Linked DNA regions of Danio rerio: region 1 is linked to region 2. Evidence: chromatin contacts called from public Hi-C data. All regions are on one chromosome and are shown on one strand. The core of a region is the stretch at or near the end of the contact, and the rest is flanking DNA. Distances in the headings are between cores, read along the strand shown.

Region 1 (4,509 bases), core at 654-3,153, 81 kb before region 2:
GTTTGTTTCCTCGGAGGGCAGTAGAAGGTAGAAAGGTGACACCAAATGAAACGAGTTTGACGTATGTAACAGGGATAATCTAATTATTTAAATGATATCTACTTACTGAGACAAAGCTGTAAAGATGTGCGTGGAAGTTATCAATAACCATTTAAATGTATATTATTCACTTAGAGTAATTATGTTGTGCAGCGATTGCTTTGTTTGAAGTAACTTAGGCCTAACTTATTTGTGTAACTTGACAAATAGTCTAATGTGAATAATTTAAATTTTATAACATGTAAGCTTGTTTTTTATATATATATATATTTTTGTTGTTTGTTTGTTTTGCAGTTGGTCTTATGGTGGTGTAGGCCTACTGAACCTTCTTGAGGAACATACCCTCTGGATATCTCGCAGCTCGGCCATCTTGCGGATGTGCTTGACGTCATTTCTCAAGTCACCTGGTTGGTTGAGTTTCGCGCGCCATTGGTGGACACCGCCCTGCTGCGTCAGAATCGCGCGGATTTGATAAAACGCCTGGAGTTTGATTTCGCGTTTAAAAGGTATTTGAGTTTCAATACGATGAATTACTTGTTACATAAAGTAGAGTCTTACACACACTCACACACATTTTAAATTGTAGTTCTAACTACACGCATTTCAGAATCGACATGGAGCTGCTGCAGGTTTACCTTGTGCGACCTTATTTACATTTCAGTTTTGGATCATTTCGGCTGCTAATGCAAGCACTTTATATATTTTGGTATATTGTTATTGAACTTTTAATGTTTTACTACAGTTACTTTTTTACAAATCTATGATTAGAAAGTTGCTCATACAGCGCCTTTACCTAGGCTAAAATACTTGTTTTCATCTTTTATTATTATTTGGGGCTTAAAAATGTAACAAATTTTAATGAAAGCTAATTTTGTTATATTTTGGCACATTGGCCCGTGGAGAAATAAAACCAATCAAGTTTCTCTCTATTTTCATGCTGCAAATAAAAAAAAAAGTTTATTACGTTTTGCCATTTCAATAATGTGCTGTGTTTGAATGAGTGTCTTGAGTTTGCTTTATATGTAAATACTGAGAATTATTATGTGTGTGTGTGTGTGTGTGGGGGGGGGGGGGGGGGTATGTTTTAGTGTGATAAAATTAATAATAAAAATAATACATCAAAAATGAAATTTATTTAAATTTAATTTAATTAAACTTTAGCATATGCAAATTATCAGATTTTTTTTGTCTTAAAACAACAACAACAACAACAACAACAACAACAGTGTGGCATTAGGTGAAGTAAAAAAGATCTGTCAGTGAAAGTGTGAAACAATACTGTGATACTTTAACCATTTTTGTCCACTATAAAACTTTATGAAACTTTTAAATGATTTATACATAATTTATCAATTAAATTATGCCAGACACGTATACGCACCTACTATGACAAGTGTTTTGATTGAGATATGGTATTGCAGAAATTAATTCAAACATTATAAGTATAATTCCATAGCCTATACAAATATTTGTATTTTTGTATTTGTATTATTATAACTATAATAATTGTATTATTTGTGTTGTATATATTATACTGGCCTATTATGTCGAATATAGAGGAGGAGTATTGCTTTGATGTAGCCTATGATACATTGTTTAAAATATATATTATTTATAACATTGTAACTTTTTCATTCTCTTCCCTTCTTTCTCTCTCTCTCTCTTTGGAAAACAATCACTTTATTCATGGCCTTCATGGGTCGTAATTTTCAGACTGTGGTTTTCTTAAAAGAGGGGGGAAGGTGACTTTGTTGATACTGGTGGGGGGTTTATTACACAGGGCGTGGTGTCTGTCTAGCCAATCGGAGGCCTTTTCTCGTGCAAACGCTGGCCTTTAACCACCGGCACGGATATAAACAGATTACAAACAACAAGAACCAAACAAACGTCGGCTCACGGCATTGACTTTTAGACATCATGGCAAACGTGGACGTATCAAGCAATCTGGAGCGTCATGTTGCACGGAGCACTTTTCCTCTCCTCACCCGCACAAAGGTCTGCCGTAACCTATTCGGACCCGTAGACCATGAGGAGCTGCACTGTGAGATGAAACGCAAACTGCAGGAGATCTCCGAGCGAGACCAGAGCCGGTGGAATTTTAACTTTGAGACCAACTCGCCTTTGCCTGGAGATTACGAGTGGGAGGCGATTTCAGAGGACACTTTGCCATTTTTCTACAAGGATAAAGTACAAAACAAGAGAGCTCGTGCCGCGACGTCTGTTAACGCAACAGGAGACGCTTCCAGCACTGTCGACTGCGGGATTTCCAGGAGTCCGGTAGCTCAAGAATCCGAGGGAGTCCCAAGTCGACCCAACGAACCCAACCAGGAGAACATCTCTGGCGCACTAAACTCCAAACCAGCTCGTTCTTCAGTCCTCAGAAACAGACGGAAGAGGTCACTTATCCCAGAGAGCCCCAGAAACAGCACGCCGCAAATTACAGGTAAATGCTTTGAAACGTTAAATAGTTAGGCTATATGTAAAGAAGTGTCACGATTTTCGTCTGTTAATTAACTGTGAAATAAAACATGAATAATGACATAAAACCTTGGTTTCCACCAGACTTCTTCCCAAAAAGAAAGAGGGTCGTGGAGTCGAAGCAGGATGAACGCAGTTACCTTCAAGCCGGCACATCCACGAGCATTGAAGTAACGCCACGTAAAACTATTAGATGGTAAGTATCCACTCCGTTTAATAGTTTAAACTCATTAAACAATTGTTAGTTCGATTTGAATAGCCTAGCTGTTATAAACTTATTAGGAATTGTAATAAAGTCGTAAGTGATAAAGTCGTAAGTGAACAACAAATTCCGTTAATGTCTTTTGTCCGATACTGCCGTGAAACAAATGTTAATTGTCATTTTTTTTTGCTTTACAGATGTTTGCACTATACATACATCAGTCCACCTGTGTTTATCTGCAGAGCGGATGAAAGAAAGAAGTGGACGAGACCCTTTCTCTCTGAACTCATGTAGCAATAATGGCTCTGCCAACAGAGACTTTGTTGCAGTGTTACAATGTCTAAACGGTGCAATTTTCACTTTTCTTCTGTTATAATTGTGTAGAAGGCTAGACCACAGTGCTCTAAACAGTCTAGAGCAAGACGTGTTTGTTTTATTTTTGAATATACTAACTTATTTTATTTATGTTCATAATAGTTGGTTACTCTTTATTATTTACAGCAATTGTTATTATTATTTTTATTGTTTCGGCCATATTTTATGTTGTGTTTTATTTAAGTTTGGTTTGCAATTTCATGCAACGAATGTTATTGAGCCTTGTTTGTTAAAAAATATATTCTGTAGCTCACGTTGTACCTTTGAATCAAAGTGTAAATTAAATTATATTTTTGCTAACCTGGTCGCATTCAAGTGTGTTCGTCTGGAAGCCACGTAGGCTATAATCTTTCAGCTACATTATTGTGCATCATCATGGGATGTGGGTAAACGACTGAAAAAAATGTTTGCCCTACACTTTTGGGGCGTCAACATTTTGCTAGCTGTGACAAAAAGAGGAGAGTTTGGCCTCTAAACAGGAGGGACTCAGCTGTTCCGCCCTCAGTGTTTGTGGGGAGGGATATGCGGGCAGCTGCGTCCTATAGGGAGGATTTAAATGCCATTTTCTTTCCATAATGAAGGAGGCAGGTGCCCTTGGAACCCCGCTTTGTCCGCATAAGACCTTCATTTTCAGCACCCTCTCAGCTATCCCGCTAATGAAACACTTACCAAGACTTGAACAAAATGGGCTCCTTCTATTTACACGCCAACCACCTGCCTCCCCTCCCCCTACCTACACACTATCTGTGAATAACATTTACTATAGATACCACCACACGCCAGATCTTTATAATGTCATTGAGATAGGGGAAAAGCTAATGGAAATAAAAAAAAGAGAACAAAAACTACACTGACAAAATAGGGACCAAAGGAAATGTGAGCACAGGTAGGGCTACAACTTTCTTTCATAGCTAAATTGGGAATAGGTTGCAAGTCAGTTCTTATAAATAATTTATATATAAATATAGGCTATTTATACATTTATTTATATATAATATATTACGTATAGTTTATAAATAAAAAAATATATAGGCCTATACGAATTTATCAAAATTAATTTGGTTTAATTTGATCAGTTTATAACAGGTTATCACTTTTGTGTGAATAATTATAACTTTTAAATTATACCAAAATTTAAAATTATGAATAGCAACAGCAACAAATAATGTAAAATAGCATGTTACATTTGATATACGAAAAAACAAATGCTTGTGCAATTATTGTTAAAACTTTCTAACAATAAAATTATCGATAATAGAATTGTATTTACGGAAAATCATTTAATTCTTTCAGGCTACTCCAAAAACGAGGATATTTGGTTTTTTAATCGCATTAAAATGAAAATTAAGCTTTAGGACTAGATTATCAACGAATTGTACCTATCACTCGGACTTTTTTTTTTTTTTAATTTCGGC
Region 2 (4,625 bases), core at 1,761-4,260:
TTGAGCTTCTTTCTTCTTTGGAACGCATAAGAAGATCAACTGAAGACTCAAGTTTTTAATCTCTGTCTTATTATTTGAGGATATGAACACTTGAACTTCGTCAGAGCTGATCTGAGGCTCACTTCATCAGCAAACATCTCTGTGACAACCCATCAGAACAAAAGTTTAGTTTAACTTGATGAACTGTGGCTTATTAATATCTGTTAAAATGTAGTTCTCAAAGTAACACCAAACTATATAAATAAAAACTTTTGGAAGCACTTTAGTTTAAGTAACAGTTCACACCATTTACTACAGGCTTATCCCCTGACTATTATTAAGTTATTAACTGTTTATTAGCACTTATAAAGTATGATTTTATTTACCTTTCTAATCCTACCCAATACCTAAACGCAAGTATCATTTTACTAACTATTATTAAGCAGAAAATTAGTAGTTTGTTGAGTTTATTATTAAAAACATTTTAGCTAATGGTGTGTTACTAGTACGAATTGTACATTAAAATTAAGTGTGAACAAACTATTCCAAGACAGATTTTTTAAAAAGGAAATATTTCTAAAGTTTTAGTAAAACAAAATACAATTAAATAGATTTAAAAAATTGAATTCTTAATAAATAGCTGCTAAATTGAAAATGTTGCATCATTTACATTGAACGGACATGATTTTTGATTACTAAAATAAAATTAGACCATTAGAACAGACTCCAGAAAAAAAATAATTAAAAAAATGTTAACATTTATAGAATTTTGAAGCAAAAAAAAAATACAAATGTCCAAAAGAGATGTTAGGAAATGGCATTTGCACAATATTTTTGTTTATTGCCTTAAGTTTAAGTATATTTAAATCCTCAAGTTGAACATGTCATTGCCAAATAAATTAAAAATAAAAATAAAAATAAATAAGTAAGATTAAATTAAATAAACACTAAAAACAAAAACAGATACAGTACAGATGTAGCTACATGAATTAAAAGTAAAAGTGACTACAATATTACAACTTAATTATTATTTAGCTGGTTCTCCTTTGCATCTTCTCCTTTGCATCCGTTCTATCGTACACACAACATAAGCATCTTTCCTTGTTTGGTCAACTGAAATGTAGAACACACTAAAAAGTTTTACGCCCGTCCAAACACACCACTGTAAAAACTGCTGGGTTCCACACAATCAATTTGTTTTGGGACAACATGAAGGAATTAAGTTCACTAACAAGTTTTTACAAATTTAAGTTGATTGAACATAAATTAATGAAGTCGTCCTCCAAAACGCTTAAGAGTTGTGTTTATTTCAGCTCATTTGGTAACAATTTATTTTGATGGTTCATTTGTGTATTAGTAGACTTTCAGCATAATATCTGTTGATATGCTCCTTCAACAGACATTTAACTGACTATAAGAAACTTTACAAGTACATATAACTTTACAATAAGCAACCCTAACCCCAACCAAACAGTCTACTTATAATCTGACGAGAATTAGTTGGCATGTAGATGCAATGCAACTTAAATTCAACAATTTAAAAAACAATAAAGTGACCGCTTATTTTAAGTAAGTCTTTTAAACAAACAGCAAACACAATTTTTTGAGTCCATGCTTATTAAAAATCAACTTCAGGATATTTGCATATTTGCATAAAGAGTGGAGACATTAATTTTCTTAGGCTTGAACATCACTTATAACCATTATAGTCTAAAATAGTTTACACAGTCTATCTAACCCTCTAATTACACATCTGATTAGCGTGACCCATTTTATGCGCTCCGTGCTTCTGCTTCCTCTACATGCTATTTAATTAAATCTTGTGATCACACTGACCAGCTGTCATATACGAAAGGTCTGGGTGGACGACCAGTGGGCGACAGGGGCCATGGGATCACTTTTTTGGGGTGGGGGAGTGGTGGTGTAAATGAGAGGAAACGGGACCCTAGATTCAAGGACCTCGTAGATTCACCATAGCAATCGCTTTTCCCATCCAAACAAAAAACTGAGCTCACTGTAATAGCATAAAGGGCCAGCTGACCCCTGTTCTCAATCTCACAAGATTACATTAAAAATGGAGCCACAATGAAGCACTGGATTTGGCAGAGAGTGACTTCTTCATGCTCCAGGCTTTTTATGCTCCAGCCAAAGCAAAGCACTTGAAGTGGGATGATAAATAATACCCGGAGTATTAACTAGCATTAACTCTCAGGCTCTTCAAAAGACAGCCGCAGAGCAAATACACTACTGACAGTTTCAGACTTACAGGGAATCTGTTAGGCAGTAATGATCTGTTAAAATTGCCATTTGTAATGCGTTTGTAAGAGAAATGACTTCTTGAATGAGAAGATTTAAGAATGAGGATTCATTTGCTAATATTAGTTAAAGGGATAGGATAGACACCCATGTTTACTCATCATTTACTCACCCTGAGGTGGCTCTTCTGTTGAATGCAAAAGAATTCGTTTTGAAGACTGATGGAAACCGGTAACCATTGACATCCATAATGAAAAATAAAAGATACTTTATGAGTCAGTGGTAATGGTTTCCAATGTTCTTCTTTTTTGCTCAATATGAAGATAAAATCAATCAGAATTGGAACAAGTGGAGTGCATTTTCATTTTGGGATAAACTGTGAGAAATGAGAACTTACTGTAAAGAGTTACTGGCAAAAACTTTGTCAAATTGAGGGTTGATGTAATAAAAATAGTACAAATAAATGATTTCATACTGTAATTATTTATAAAAATAATATGAATTTACATTTGGGTTTTTAGGAGATTTTAAAGATGAAAAGTACAAAAAAAACAATATATCTTAAAACATCTTCTTTTCTGCCCAATAATTGATTTAGCTCATTTTAAATAAGTAGTTTGAACAACCAGCAACAATATTTTTTGTGAGTGTACTGAGCTAAGTTAATTCATTACCTCTTCAGACTGAAGGGGTTTGAGCCGATATACATGCTCTGCTAGTTTACATCCTGTGGCACACAATAGAAAGCCACTGGCTACTGTGTTGGGGGAGGGAACCCGACTGTATGCAGAGTCTTATCAGTGCAAATGGGACGAAGGTGATTTGTCCAAACGCCACAACCACTGCAATGGGAATGAATATTTACAAAACCTCCAGGGGTTAGGAAGTCCTTTCACCCCGAACATCCCTCCACATAAATAACCAGCCTGTATTGAGTAAAGTTTAGTTTCCATTAGCTGCTCGAATCACAAATAAAAGCTCTGTTCACCAAAGGTTAAATCATTACCGCAAACTGCCAGAAAACAGTAATAAATGCTCATTTCACATTCGCGGTGGCTTCCAATAGGAAACATTTCATCATTATCAGAGGCCTTTGTCCATTTACAGTTTTATTAGCCGTTCATAGGGGGGCCTGGTTAACACAAGCCCCTCACTGACAAAGAGACAAACATCTGTGTTGCGTCCAATTAGGGACGGCCCTCTATGTGGAGCTGATAATTACAGGGAGAAAGAGTTAGCACCTCGCGGCAGGACTACTGTCCTCATAACACCTCCAGACTGAGCTTGATGACGTGTTAGCGCACTCAGCATACGGAGGAAGTTTGCCGACAGCTATGACGCTTTACAGTGAAGCATGTGGGATCGCAACCTCCCAGTGTGGGATTTGTCAAGATGTGCGGGACGGTGTCCTGTGTGACTTCCAGCACCCGTGTGTGGCGCAGCGTCCTGTGCGAATTCTACCACCTGCCGCTGTTGAGCAGGTAATGATCAACCTCTGAAGTGTGACGTGCACACCAGTCTTTATTCTCACAGAATAGGCTCAGTTAATAAGTGTCAGCAACATGTGTGGCTGAAAGTATAGTGCTAATGTGCAGTAGCTCTCCTCGCTCACGCTGAAACAATGGCATGCTAATATGGATTAACAAGGCCTATCAACACTATTAGTGGCTGACACTGGAGAAAAAGAGATGAACAATTGATCCCAGTCAATGATTAATCTGTGGTTAGTATAAGATTTGCCTGATAAGCTTGAGCTTGATTTGCATAAGCACTTACTCAAAGTAGGGGATGTAAAATCTTGATGCCGCTGCCGAACAAAAGGGTGATTGATGAGTTCTTTTCTACCGAACAGATGTTATGAAATCTGTTTTGTTAAAAATGCATTAAAATTAAATGTAATTAAATTTTTTGAGTTTAGAGATGAGAATGATTTTAATCTCTGAATGAAAATATTTTTTAATGATTTTTTTTGAGTATAAAATAAATTATTAAATGAATGAAATTCTGGAAGAGAAAACATAAAATGATACAGTTTTTTTATTATACAAATTATTCCACAGTTTTTGTATTATGTCTAAAATATTAACCTACCAATCAAGGTTTTGACCCTTTTCACCCTCATGTCAACAATGTCAATAATTCAGATAAATATCACATTCTGAAAAAAGGGTGTATTAAGGGTGTCTGACCAAAAGCAGAAAATCAGAGCATATCACACCTGTCCTCAGGTCTTTACACTAGCTCCTAATTACATTCTGGATAGATTTTAAAGTATTATTAGTTGTCTAGAAATCACTAAGGGGCCTAGGACCTCAATAATACATTACAGATATGCTCACTGAATACAAAACTAACAGGTCACTCAGATCTTTAGGATCATATAAACAAGA

Evidence for each region. A called contact is a pair of places that touch in the nucleus more often than the background predicts.
Region 1: a Hi-C map of gastrula embryo shows a contact between it and region 2, with 4 times the contacts expected there. The contact joins the promoter of cdkn1ca here to the enhancer-like site in region 2. A contact is called at or near these places in 8 of 18 Hi-C or Micro-C datasets (caudal fin, embryo, fibroblasts and 3 more) and 3 of 4 datasets of contacts at active chromatin or transcription factors (caudal fin, embryo and gastrula embryo).

Annotation. Positions count from the first base shown.
Region 1 is chr7:50,500,115-50,504,623 of GRCz12tu, reverse strand. It overlaps cdkn1ca (cyclin dependent kinase inhibitor 1Ca), which reads left to right and starts at 1,903. Exons shown (of 3, transcript NM_001002040.1): 1 at 1,903-2,482; 2 at 2,602-2,713; 3 at 2,917-3,392. The coding sequence starts at 1,957. The coding sequence ends at 2,917. All of the region lies in intron 1 of acana (aggrecan a), which reads right to left.
Region 2 is chr7:50,419,961-50,424,585 of GRCz12tu, reverse strand. All of the region lies in intron 1 of acana (aggrecan a), which reads right to left. The region is part of intron 2 of kcnq1.1 (potassium voltage-gated channel, KQT-like subfamily, member 1.1); the gene reads right to left. Among named protein-coding and RNA genes, the nearest start is that of kcnq1.1, 29 kb to the right of the region's middle. Within about 2 kb of position 3,010, at least 15 of the 62 cell types and tissues checked have an H3K27ac peak or open chromatin away from gene starts, as enhancers often do. A contact at or near this core is called in gastrula embryo, where this site is marked.